3 separate regions of the Zea mays genome follow, and regions 1 and 3 are each linked to region 2. The links are chromatin contacts, called in public Hi-C maps. All regions are on one chromosome and are shown on one strand. The core of a region is the stretch at or near the end of the contact, and the rest is flanking DNA. Distances in the headings are between cores, read along the strand shown. Region 1 holds the start of LOC100382343 (DNA gyrase subunit B mitochondrial). Region 2 holds the start of LOC100284468 (carbohydrate transporter/ sugar porter/ transporter). Region 3 holds the start of LOC100217027.

Region 1 (4,227 bases), core at 166-2,665, 300 kb before region 2:
CGCCTAGGCAACGCCGTGATAACAATGGTGCTGCTCTACGCTGTTTCTCTCCAACTTTCCTTCTCTAGCCCCTCATTCATACTTGGAATCCTAGATAGGAGACACGCCAGTGGCCGCGCAAGGCTCACCAGATTTTGGGCTTGGCAGTCGGCTGAGCGCCAAATCAAAGCAATCCTGCTGTTGGGCAGCCACAGCCCATAGGCTATGGTTGCTAGCAAGCAACCTGGTGTCACAACCTGGGTAGGGCACAACAGCAACAAGGCACGTCGCCATGGACGACACACAGCAGCAGGGTGTGACCACCGGCCTGGCATGTCGTACATGGCACCATCTAGAGGTAGGCACGCTGCAAGCAGCACTCGGCAGTAGGCAGCAACAGGAGGTAGATTCCCCATTCCTAAATCCCAAATATTTCAATGTTGAGTTTCACAATCCAGAAATACTCATGCCAGTTCCCATGTGCCTTTCTCAATTTTTTACAGAAAAAAATGTAAAATTTCACATGCACATGAACAATACATAGAAATCCTTTTTCTCCTGCTCCAATGGCAATTATACAATCAATGCCTAACTTGTATGTATATCTTCAGGTTCATATGCTATTGTTAATGAATGATTTGAGGAATGAACCAAATCCTCAATGGTTAGGATTTTTTTACCACTTTTATGTTCTCACCACTATGTTCTTCTAAGTGTGTAATTGAAACATCATCTACAATTATATGTTTTGGTTTTGTTATATCACTATTTGACTTGATGTGGATGTTTTAGACAATCACATATTGGCCCTAGGTGTGAAAATCAACCAGCTCCACCACTGTGTCACACGTCATTGATATATGGAAGCAATAACACTGGGCTGTGCACCTCTAGGCCTGTGGCGCAACACTACTGACAGACGATCCAGTTACTATCTGGCAAAATGACTCGGATTCTTTGCACGCCTGAATTAAAAAGCGGCCTCTGCGGCCCAAAAAAAGCAGGCTCAATTGCAGCAATAATCACCTGGACATTGGCAGCAGTGTACTCCGCGGACACCTGCTTCTCGTGCATCGCCTCAGACGCCGTCGTTGACGCCATGAACGCACGCACCCGGACCCCATTGCGCCGCGTGGCTGCCGCGGCCACAGCACTACAGTAGAAGATGGGTAGCAGCATATCATTTAATCATTAACCCTCCAGCTCCAGCATGGGAGGTGCTGGGAAGCGGGAGGACGTACCTGGGCCCAAACAGGAGCCGAGGGACGGCGGCGGTGGAGCGGGGCGCGGGGAGCATGCGGGAGGGAAATAGACTGGCGCCAGTGGAGAGGAGGCGGCCGAGGAGCGCGCGGAGGCGGGGAGGGGGAGGAATCGGCCGGAGGAGTAGCGCCATCCGCGTCGGCGAGCCCTCGCGCTCGCGGGCTCCTTGGTCTTGGCTTGCCGGCCGCCTACTTGTGGCTGAGACCAGCCGGGGCAGGAGAGCTGGGGTTTTGAGCGGAGGTGCGGGTACTGGATGAGGTCGAGGCCGAGGGTTTATGGCGCCTCGGATTTACCATATCGGGCGGCTGGTGCTACCATATCGTGCGTGGGCCTGATCATAAGCCGCTCGCGGCTGGCTAGGGTTTATGGGCTGGAACGGCCAGGAATCGCCGAGCAGTTGCTGTGGGCCTGGGGGAAGCGGGAGTGGAGTAGTGGACCTTAGTGGGCCGAATTAGAGGCTGCCCAATGCGCGGATACCTTTGGTTCAGCTCTCTGAACGACATTCGCTCCTAAAAATCTAAAATCTCAAGTAAATAAATATAATAATAGAATAGATTTTAAAAATATATAGTTTTTTATAGTCAATTTAGAATCACTATCTACCCTATTTTTTCAAATTCATGTCATCCATGTTATAAGTTATCATTCACTTACAGAATCTATAGTTGACGGTTGTTTGAAGTAAATATATCTAAAATTTTCATAGTGGTGAACTAACAACAGTTTTCTCACAACTAGGGTCAGATAGTTTATGAATCTACAACTGAACCCAGACCCTTAAAGCATCCACGTCCTGAGCCTTGGTGGTTGGTGGGATGTCGCCCTATAAAATCATATTTGTTTGACCTATAGTTTTTAGAGCTTTTTCTTAAAAACTATTGATGGGCTTTTGATCATGAGAAATCAATAATATCTTTTCGAGGGATGTTATTAGATTCCTAAGCTCAAGAAGCTACAGAAAGCCCATAAAATCAGTTTTCTCGTGTGCCCACATATACACAGCTTTTATGAGTTTCTAGCTTTTCGAAAGCTAAACCAAAATATTAGCACTGATTGTTTTGTTTTATCTTTTGCCTTTTCACACTAAAAAACAGGCGACAAGCAGAAGCAAACAGGACCTAAAGCCTTGTTTGGCATGGTTCCAATTTAAACTTTAGACTGGAGTTGAGTGGACCAGCCAAACACCCTAACTCCACCATTTTTGGAGCAGCCCAACTTTATAGAGTTATCGAAGCTCTAGTCTAGAGTTTGAGCACCTCTTTTCCAGCTCCAACCCACTCCAAAATAGATGTATACATTGAGTTTGTGTTAATATTTACCCACCGATGTCATCGATTACAAAAACAATAATTTGTTTCTCTTTTTCTCGTCCATCTAATCGTGTTTCTTCCCTAGCATACCCTTCTCGCGTTTCTTCACCAACATCATGTGTGCACCGGCACCACCCGTTGTCACTAGTGCACCATGCCCCCGACCGATTGTGCCATGCCCCCAACCGGTCGTGCCCTGCCCTCGCCCTAGCTCCTGTGGCCTCGCACACCCGGTACGCTAACAATCGTGCGCGTCGCACGCCCAACCGCGCTACTAGCCCCACCTCCTAGGTAAGAATGTTAAGGCAGCCACAAAACAATCTTTTCTGGAGTTAAAGCCAAACACCTTCTCCTAGGAGAAGCAGGTGCGCGACAGAGCGGCTAGAGTAGTGGTCCCACCTGTCGGCGACGGGTGAGAGCAGAAGCGTGCGCATCCGAGCGACTGGCGGGCGGGGTCCGCCCGTCGGCGACGAGTTTCCTTCTGAAAGGGAAATAGGCTTACACCTTTTCCTAAATGATTTTGGTGGTTGAATTGTCCAGCACAAATAATTGGACTAACTAGCTTGCTCTAGATTATAAGTTCTACAGGTGCCAAAGGTTCAACACAAACTAATAAAAAGTCCAAGAAAGGGTTCAAATAAAAAGAGCAAAAGACAACCGAAGGCTGCCCTGGTCTGGCGCACCGGACTGTCCGGTGCACCAGGGAGATCAACTCCAAACTTGACACCTTCGAGAATTTGGGAAGCCACTCCGCTATAATTCACCGGACTGTCCGGTGTGCCAAGCGGAACAACGGTCGCCAGCGCAACGGTCGAGTTCAACGGTCGGCTGACAACGCTACAGTGCGCGGACTGCACACGCAGAAGTCAGAGCAGGCGCAGATGGCGCACCGGACAGTGAACAGAACCTGTCCGGTGCACCACCGAATTGTCCGGTGCACCACCGGATTGTCCGGTGGCCCACATATCAGAAGCTCCAACGGTCGAACCCTAACGGTTGGGTGACGTGACTGGCGCACCGGACAGTGTCCGATGGTGCACCGGACTATCTGGTGCGCCATACGACAACAGCCTTCCCCAACGGCCATTTTAGTGGTTGGGGCTATAAATACCCCCCAACCACCACTCTTCAAGGCATCCAAGCATTCACTACTCCTCATTCAATACAAGATCAATACACAACACTCCAAGACACAAACCAAAGCCATCGATCGAATCAAAGTCCACAAATTCAACTCTAGTTTTTAGGACTTGTGAGAAGATCGACTTGTGTTCTTTTGTTGTTCTTGTTGCTTGGTTGTCTTTCTTCTTTCTCTCATTCTTGCTCTCAAAGCCTTGCAAGCGAAGCAAGAGACACCAATTGTGTGGTGGTCCTTGCGGGGTCTAAGTGACCCGGGAAAACAAGGAAGGAAAGCTCACTCGGTCTAAGTGACCGTTTGAGAGAGGGAAAGGGTTGAAAGAGACCCGGTCTTTGTGACCACCTCAACGGGGAGTAGGTTTGCAAGAATCGAACCTCGGTAAAACAAATCACTGTGTCATCCGCTCTTATTTGCTTGTGATTTGTTTTCGCCCTCTCTTTCGGACTCGATATTATTTCTAACGCTAACCCCAGCTTGTAGTTGTGCTTAAACTTTATAAATTTCAGATTTTCCTATTCACCCCCCTCTAAGCGACTTTCA
Region 2 (4,385 bases), core at 1,661-4,160:
TTGTGTTCAAAAAGGAAAGAGAGTTGTATTTTCAAAATCAATATCCAAAAACCCTCTTGAACACTAAGAGGAGGAATTTATCAAGGGGGAGTTTTGTTTAGTCAAAGGAAAAGTATTTGAAACAGAGGGAGAAAATTTCAAATCTTGAAAATGCTTCGCAAAATCTTATTCATTTACCTTTGACTATTTGCAAAAGAACTTTGAAAAAGATTTACAAAAGAATTTGCAAAAACAAAACATGTGGTGCAAGCGTGGTCCAAAATGTTAAAAATGAAGAAACAATCCATGCATATCTTATAAGTATTTATATTGGTTTAATTCCAAGCAACCTTTGCACTTACATTATGCAAACTAGTTCAATTATGCATTTCTATATTTGCTTTGGTTTGTGTTGGCATCAATCACCAAAAAGGGGGGAGATTGAAAGGGAATTAGGCTTACACCTATTTTCCCTAATTGATTTTGGTGGTTGAATTGTCCAACACAAATAATTGGACTAACTAGTTTGCTCTAGTGTATTAGTTATACAGGTGCCAAAGGTTCACACTTATCCAATAAAAAGACCAAGAATTGGGTTCAACAAAGAGAGCAAAGGGATAACCGAAGGCACCCTGGTCTGGCGCACTGGACTGTCCGGTGGCACGTGCCACCGGACAGTGTCCGGTGCGCCAGGGAACTCCAAGCCAAACTCTTCACCTTCGGAAAAACTCAGAGACGCTCCGCTATAATTCACCGGACTGTCCGGTGTACACCGGACAGTGTCCGGTGCTCCAGGAATGAAGCGACTCTGAACTCGCCAGCTTCGGGAATTCGCTCTGCTATAATTCACCGGACTGTCCGGTGAGCCAGCGGAGCAACGGCTACTTCGCGCCAACGGTCACCTGCAGAAGCAATTAATGCGCGCCAGAGCGCGCAGAAGTCAGGCACGCGCGAAGTGGCGCACCAGACACTCTACAGTACATGTCCGGTGTGCCACCGGACATCCAGGCGGGCCCAGCAGTCAGAGCTCCAACGGTCGGAACCCAACAGCCTGGTGACGTGGCTGGCGCACCGGACACTGTCCGGTGCACCATGCGACAGACAGCCTCCACCAAACGGCTAGTTTGGTGGTTGGGGTTATAAATACCCCCAACCACCCCACATTCAAGTCATCCAAGTTTTCCACCTTCCAACTACTTACAAGAGCTAGGCATTCAATTCAAGACACACCCAAGTGATCAAATCCTCTCCCAATTCCACAAAAGTTTAGTGTTAAGTGAGAGTGATTTGTTGTGTTCTTTTGAGCTCTTGCGCTTGGATTGCTTCCTTCTTTCTCATTCTTTCTTGAGATCAATACTCACTTGTAACCGAGGCAAGAGACACCAATTGTGTGGTGGTCCTTGTGGGGAAGTTTTTGTTCCCGGTTAAGTTGAGAAGAGAAAGCTCACTCGGTCCGAGGGACCGTTTGAGAGAGGGAAGGGGTTGAGAAATTCCCGGCCTTTGTGGCCTCCTCAATGGGGAGTAGGTTTGCAAGAATCGAACCTCGGTAAAAAAAATCCGCGTGTCACACTCTTCATTCGCTTGTGATTTGTTTTGCGCCCTCTCTCTCGGACTCGTTTCTTTTTCTAACGCTAACCCGGCTTGTAGTTGTGATTAGTTTTGTAAATTTCAGTTTCGCCCTATTCACCCCCCTCTAGGTAACTTTCAGTACTAAATAGAGTTATATTTTGGAATATATGACTTTAATATTAAAAACCTGCTCCAACATGGATTCTATTTGACAAAAAGATCATCAAATAATTTTAGAATGCGCCATCTGATATTCTAAATATAGGGCCCCATATGCTGGACTTGTATCCTTATTTTGCACGTTGTTTCTAACATTTTATTTTCTAAATAACATGATCTATTTTTTAATAACATGAATACCTATATAGGATTTAATTGTTGGAGTTAGGGATGGCAGTGTGTAAGATAACCAATAGGCACACAAAGCCATACCCATACACATACCCACTACCCTAAACCCTAAATTACGTCATACTCATATCCAACACGGGTAGCGGTATCCATACACACTAATATTAGTAGACATGATCACTTGGACCACAAAAATAACTAACAAACACAAAATGTTGAAACATTATAGCTCATCAGTATTGAAAGATGCTAAAATAGTATATTATCTTTATGCCAGCATGATAAATTCATCGAATCCAACATAAACTTATCACAAGGTCAACAACATTCACCATTAAATATCAACATCATTCAAGCACATGCATGAGAGAGAACAATCTCCTTAATTCTGACCCACATGTCATATGTTAGCGGGTTTTCTATCGAGTAGCGGATACGAGGCAAGAGAGAACATACCCATGTCCACTATGCCCGATGAATATAACCCAATAAAATACTCATGGTATCAAAATTTGTCATACCTGTATTCTAATAGTGTTTTTACCCATCGGATGTCGGTTTTTGTGTACTTATTGCTATCCCTAGTTGGAGCGGTAAATGCTCCTAAACAATTAAAATCAGGTCGTATTGTACTTTTTAGTATTTAAATATAGAACTTTTTATTGGAGCTGTATATCCGCGCGCTCTTTTTTTTTCTTTCTCCTGTCCAGGTTCAATGCAAGCCGGCTGCTCCCGGGCCGCGACCGCGAGAGACCCGAACGCCGGCCCGGCAAAGAGTAGACCAAGCTGCAGCTCGCGTCGCGGATCCAAAACGCACGATAAGCACGCGAAAGCTAACGCCAAGTCGCCCCCCAACGACGGGACGACGGCAACAGCTAGCCACGTTCGCTGGTTGCCTGGCACCGTGGTTCGGATCGGTGTCCGGAGGCCCGATCCCGGCGCGTCGCCGGCGTGACGGGCTGACGGTCCGACGAGAGGACAGAGGCTTTTCACGGTTCCCCGTGTTTCCACGAAGCGCAGAGCGCAGCCATTGATGAGAGCCACGAGGGCGGGCCCCACAGGAGCAGTTCCACGCAGACGCGCACGCCATTTGTTTTTCTTTTTGTGTTTTTGTCCAGCAGCCTACGTAGAGGACGGCAGGCACGCACCGGCACCACCATATAACAGGAGGCGCGTCTCTGCAAGTCTGCACTCGGACGGACGAGCGAGGCAGACCCGCAGGTCGCAGCCACAACCCAAGCGCAGCGCTCTGCCTGCCTCCGCTCCGGCTCAGCTCCCGCCCTGCCTCCGCCTTCCATTCCACCGCGCGGCGCTGCCGAGTGCCGACGTCGTCCCCGCCGGAGTTTCTGGTTCCTGGGTTGGATCTCTCGGAGTCGGAGCGAGCGAGGATGGGCGGCGGCAACGGTGAAACCACCCAGCTGGGGGAGCCACTGCTGGCGAAGAAGGCGAAGGCGTACCGCCCTAGGTGCCCCGGCTGCCGGGTGGACCGCCTCAACGCGGAGCGGGAGGGGGTCTTCCCTCTCAAGGACCTCTTCCTCATCTGGCTCGTCACCATCACCTGCAGTAAGCTACCGCCCGCCACTGCTAGTACCCAAACCCAACCCGTCGCTCCCCTCCCCCCCTTCGTACTACCTTCTTCGTCCTCGTCGTTTTTGCTCTTGTGGAGCACGTACTGTGGCATTTTTCTTCCGGCCACCGCCTTCCTCCGGATGGCTGCAACTGCAAATCACAGGGTTGACTAGGGACCAATTTTTGTTGCCGGCATGCCGCTCGTGCTCGATTCAGCATCTTCGTCGCCGTGGCTGGCGATAAGAGGTTCACGATTCAGCTCTTTGTTCCTTCCAGATTCAGTCTCTGACCAGGCACAGACACTCAGGCAGGCTTGCGTCTGCTAGTGATCCCACCATCGTCCGAGAATAATAATCGGAGTATTCGCAGTGATAAGGAATGAATCCGATGGACCGGGATGCTTAGCGGCCGGTGCTACAGTACTAATAATTTATCACTGGTCAGCTCACCAACCAACAACTTTTTAAGGGGGGCATTCGCCATACGGTGATTGGCGTGTCTCTGGGACTTTCTTTTTGGTGTGTTGGATCAGTAGAGTATCGTATCGTTATGGCTCGCCTGACGGACGGTTCTCATTGGAGTCTCGCACCGTGTCCGTGGCCACTCCAAAATTTGTTTTCTTCCAGATGAATTCCTGCTACCTCTCCAGACTACAGTTCAGCTGCTGAGATGCTATGTCAAATAGTACTATGCATGAAAAATTGGCATAGTATAGTTAACATGCCAATTTTATGCAGAAACCAAAACGCCGTCCAACCTTGACAACCCGCGGCCAAAGCTTGTGCTCGTTTTAGCTTACAGATTCTTGGGTGTTCTAAGCCCCCTTCCAACAATTTGCTCCCCTCAAGCTGAAAACCCCACGGTTTCTAAAGCTGAAACAAGCACGGGTGCACCTCCCCAAACAGAAAGCCCCCGAT
Region 3 (3,940 bases), core at 1,413-3,912, 450 kb after region 2:
ACTGCCGTTTGCAGGAGTCCTGAAAGCAAGAAAGCCAAGTTAACATTTAGGGATAATTATCATCAGAGTAGATAATTATAAATCAATCGAAATAAAGGAGGCATTACTTTCCAGTTGAAAAATCTTCAACCACGACAGTAAACTCATTTTTAACTTGAGGAAGAGCACCAATTGTGAACAGGCTCTTCTCACCATCATAGGCAAAATCTTTATTTGCAAGTTCAGCAGCATAAGTTTGCTGCAGTTTTTCAATCACTTTCCTTCCTGACCCTTTGCGATCAACCGGTGTATCATCTTCATACTTCAAATTGACCTGCAACCAGTAAAAGATAGCAGCATTGATAATAAAGGTATGAGGATGAAAATAAAGAAATGGCACAGGGCAAGGATTAGAGACGCACATAGTAATGGTAGAAAAATTCTTCAGCATTCACAAGAGAAACTTTGAAGTGATTTGTTATCAGCTTTATTGGCTGCCCCTTTCTGCCAAATCCATTTCTCTGGACCAGACTCCTAGGTTTCAATGGCATCTTTGTTTCATCAGCTTTAAGTGGTTCAACACCAGCAATCAGAGGAGGTGGTGGAGGCAAGTCATTGGCCTCGCCATTGTGAGACTCCATTTAGTGAGCCTTGCTGCATGAGTAGGTATCCAAAGCAACCCCAATCAGACATTTGTGTAGGCACTAGCTGTATAATTCAAGCAAGCAGCAAAGCAACTGAAGCAGCAGAAGGACAAGTATACAGGTAAAATCACCCTTCCAACAGAGATAGAACATCTGAGTACAGCAATATTGCAACAAGCTGAAGCAACAAAAACTAGGAATTAAGTTGGTGCAAACATGAACTGTTTAAAAAGTGTTAAATCTAAACTTAAAACCACTAATGGGAGTCCCTATCTGATGCCACACCTCCAACAATACACATTCTCTAAAGTAATATCAGCTGCCAACTAATTACATTTTGCAAACGGTATACATTTCAGTAAACCACAAATGTTTACTCCGAAGTCCCATCACCACGAAATATGCAACACAAATGTAACATCAGGATACTTTATTATTTTGCAGCCCACGCTAACGTCAATAAAATTGGAATGCTTAAAATTAAATATCTGGCTTTGTTTTGTTTCCCAATACTTCATATGATTAAAGCAGTAAGAGAAGAAGTCGCTGTATAGTATAGATGTAAGAATGATGCAGGTAGGCAAAGCCCAATTGCTGTGACCTTACAATTTTTTTAAAAAGAACATGAAATCATGATCATCTCACAGACTATGGAAACAGTAATAAACACGGACCTCAACACGACACACTACCAGAGTTCATAGAAGATTTTCTAGTGACAAAACTCATACAGAAACATCCTACTAGTCCATTATAGGAGACGTTCTACATGCTCACACAAAACAGTAAACTATATGGCATATATACTCACATGAGCACTGTATCGGACCCAAAGCTGCAAATCTGCTCATCAACAAATGAAAACGAATTAAATCATCTAACACGACCATAAATAAAGGAGGATGTAATGGATTACAATAATAGTCATGTAATTATATATCTATATACTATATAGACCCTAAAAATGCAAAAGATTTGAAAATGGGAATAAATCCAGGAAAAAGGCCAAGAAAAAAGTGCGTCATTATCCTTTCGGGAATCATGGCGAAATTTCCAAGACTCCAAGAAACAAGAAAAGGCAAAGAAAATTGCAGCGCGTACCCAAAAAATTAAGGAAAATTAATTAACAAGAACAACGCCACACTAAAATCCTTGTGGATGAACCTTCCAGAATAAGTCAATAATATCCTTAAGAATGAACGTTCCAGAGATGCGTGTTTATCAAACACCGAACGGATATCTAGAAATGAACAGTGCCGCCATAAACCTCCCAGAAACTAAAGAACGCATAGAAAAAACAGATCTTTAATGTGATGAGCTGCAGCACCATAAACCAGCTATAAAAAACGTGCAAAAAATTAAGATGACAAACAAGAAAACCTGAATACTGAATAGTGAATACCTCCATATAAGTAGAAAGGCTCAAAAAGAGGAGAAAACACGTCAAGTAAAATGAGCGACGAAAAAAGAGGAAAAAGCAGACTATTGCCATTACAGCCAGAAAAACGCAGACCATTGCCATTGAAGCAGGAAAACAAGAAAAAACCCTCCATATAGAACAATGAAAATCAGAAAGAGGCATAAAAAGAATCAACGAAATTAAAAACCACAAACGCTGCCACATGCGCGCCACGGGGGCCATTACCAAGAATCCACACTGAGAGAGGACTCGAACTCGAACGGTTCGATGGCAAACAATAGAAACATGCCTAAAATCGTAGAATAATCCAGCAAAGACAGCACGACCCATGCCCAAAGACAACACATTTGTAAGCGCAGACCGCAATGCAGTGCTCTTGAATCTTGAAACGAAAAAAAGGGACAAAGAACCGAAGAACACACCGCTCGAGGGGGCAAAAGCCCTCGCCTCAGAACCCTCCCTAAATCCGCGCCGCACGAACAACCGCAGCGGCAAGAACCCCACCGAAACCCTAGATTTCCACCAACAGCGAGCGGGGGAGCGGGAGTGAGGAGCGGAGCGGAGGAGTTTCCGTTACCGCCGAGGGAAGGACAGTGAGGTCATTCCGCACCTGCCCGCGCGGGCCCACCTGTGGGCTCCGATCGGCCAATCTGGACCGTGCGTTGGGAGAGCCCGGAACATGAGGTCGTGACCTGGTGACACGTGGAGGGGAGCATTGGACGCGGTAGGCTCCTCACGCACTCACGCGCACCGTGCTCTCCACTTCCTCGTTGCACGCCAAAGCAGCATCGGACGCAACAACTACTCCACTGATTCGTGGGCCACGTAAGAGTGTACCCTACCAGTCATTGTCACTGGTGGTTCTTCCGGGTAGAGGGAACCCGCTGCCTCCGCGGCGAGCCGGCGACCCATATCCTGCCTTGACTAGTGCGTGTGCCCGGAACCGGAAGACGCACCAGGCGCCAGCACCATCGGTGGCGACTGACGACCCGGCGCATGCCCCCAGCCCGCACTGACACGGGGTCCGTGTGCTGTTTGGTCCCAGCAGTCAGTGAAACAAAAGGTGTTGCCCGAGGCCGCCGCTTGGGAGTCGGGACTCGGGAGTGTCACTGCAGATCGCCGACCGTGCACAGAGCGTCCCATCCGTCTGGTACGGCGTTAGCGTAACGGCGGAAAGCAAACTCCAGTCTTCCCCGGATCCGAATCCGACGGCCGTGCGGGGCAGGACACCTGTACATGCGGGCGGATCGAAGCCGTTAGCTTACGGCGCCGTCACCGAACCGAACCGGTAGGATCTCCTCGGGGATAATATCCACGCATCGGTTTTGGGTGTGTTTGGTTTGACTTTTGGCTTTGGCTTTTGCCCCCCTAAAGCCAAAAGCCAACCAAAGGGCTGGATCCAGGAAGCAGCTTTTTTTAAAAGCCGACTTTCTCGTAGTGCAAATCTAAAAGCACCCCTGGACCTGCTTTTAGTGGCTTTTTGGATGGAACTGTGAAAACATATATCGAAGAATTTTTAACGACTTTTAGTGGTTTCCACCAAATGGTTTTTAGCTTTTTAACAGCTTACAGCCTACAGCAGCTTTTTCCACAGCTCACAGTTCACAGCAACTTTTTTCACAGCCACAGCCCAACCAAACAGACCCTGCTGCGCTCCTGGCTGCAACCACGGCACCCTACAGCTACACCGGGTCTACGAACCTCGTGCCACATACAAGTGGGCCCGCAGAGTGCTTCGTATGACGCACAGTGGACCCGGAGCATTCAACAGTGCGGCGGGGTGGCAGCGGCAACGCAAGGGTCGCGTAGGCTGGCAGATCGTCCTCCCTTCGGCCGGCTGGTGTCGCTTCCGTTTTCGTAAAACAGTTTGGGCAGGCCTTCGAAAGGATGGCTGCGG

The links. A called contact is a pair of places that touch in the nucleus more often than the background predicts.
Region 1: a Hi-C map of ear shows a contact between it and region 2, with 4 times the contacts expected there. The contact joins the promoter of LOC100382343 here to the promoter of LOC100284468 in region 2. A contact is called at or near these places in 8 of 25 Hi-C or Micro-C datasets (bundle sheath, ear, endosperm and 3 more) and 1 of 3 datasets of contacts at active chromatin or transcription factors (seedling).
Region 3: a Hi-C map of leaf shows a contact between it and region 2, with 6 times the contacts expected there. The contact joins the promoter of LOC100217027 here to the promoter of LOC100284468 in region 2. A contact is called at or near these places in 3 of 25 Hi-C or Micro-C datasets (bundle sheath and leaf).

What each region holds. Positions count from the first base shown.
Region 1 is chr3:42,819,366-42,823,592 of Zm-B73-REFERENCE-NAM-5.0, forward strand. LOC100382343 (DNA gyrase subunit B mitochondrial) reads right to left here and starts at 1,416. Exons shown (of 21, transcript NM_001175090.1): 1 at 1,221-1,416; 2 at 1,006-1,132. The coding sequence starts at 1,372.
Region 2 is chr3:43,114,726-43,119,110 of Zm-B73-REFERENCE-NAM-5.0, forward strand. LOC100284468 (carbohydrate transporter/ sugar porter/ transporter) reads left to right here and starts at 2,911. Exons shown (of 17, transcript NM_001157363.2): 1 at 2,911-3,462. The coding sequence starts at 3,288.
Region 3 is chr3:43,560,124-43,564,063 of Zm-B73-REFERENCE-NAM-5.0, forward strand. LOC100217027 reads right to left here and starts at 2,663. Exons shown (of 24, transcript NM_001359539.1): 1 at 2,466-2,663; 2 at 1,435-1,466; 3 at 402-633; 4 at 108-313; 5 at 1-19. The coding sequence starts at 620.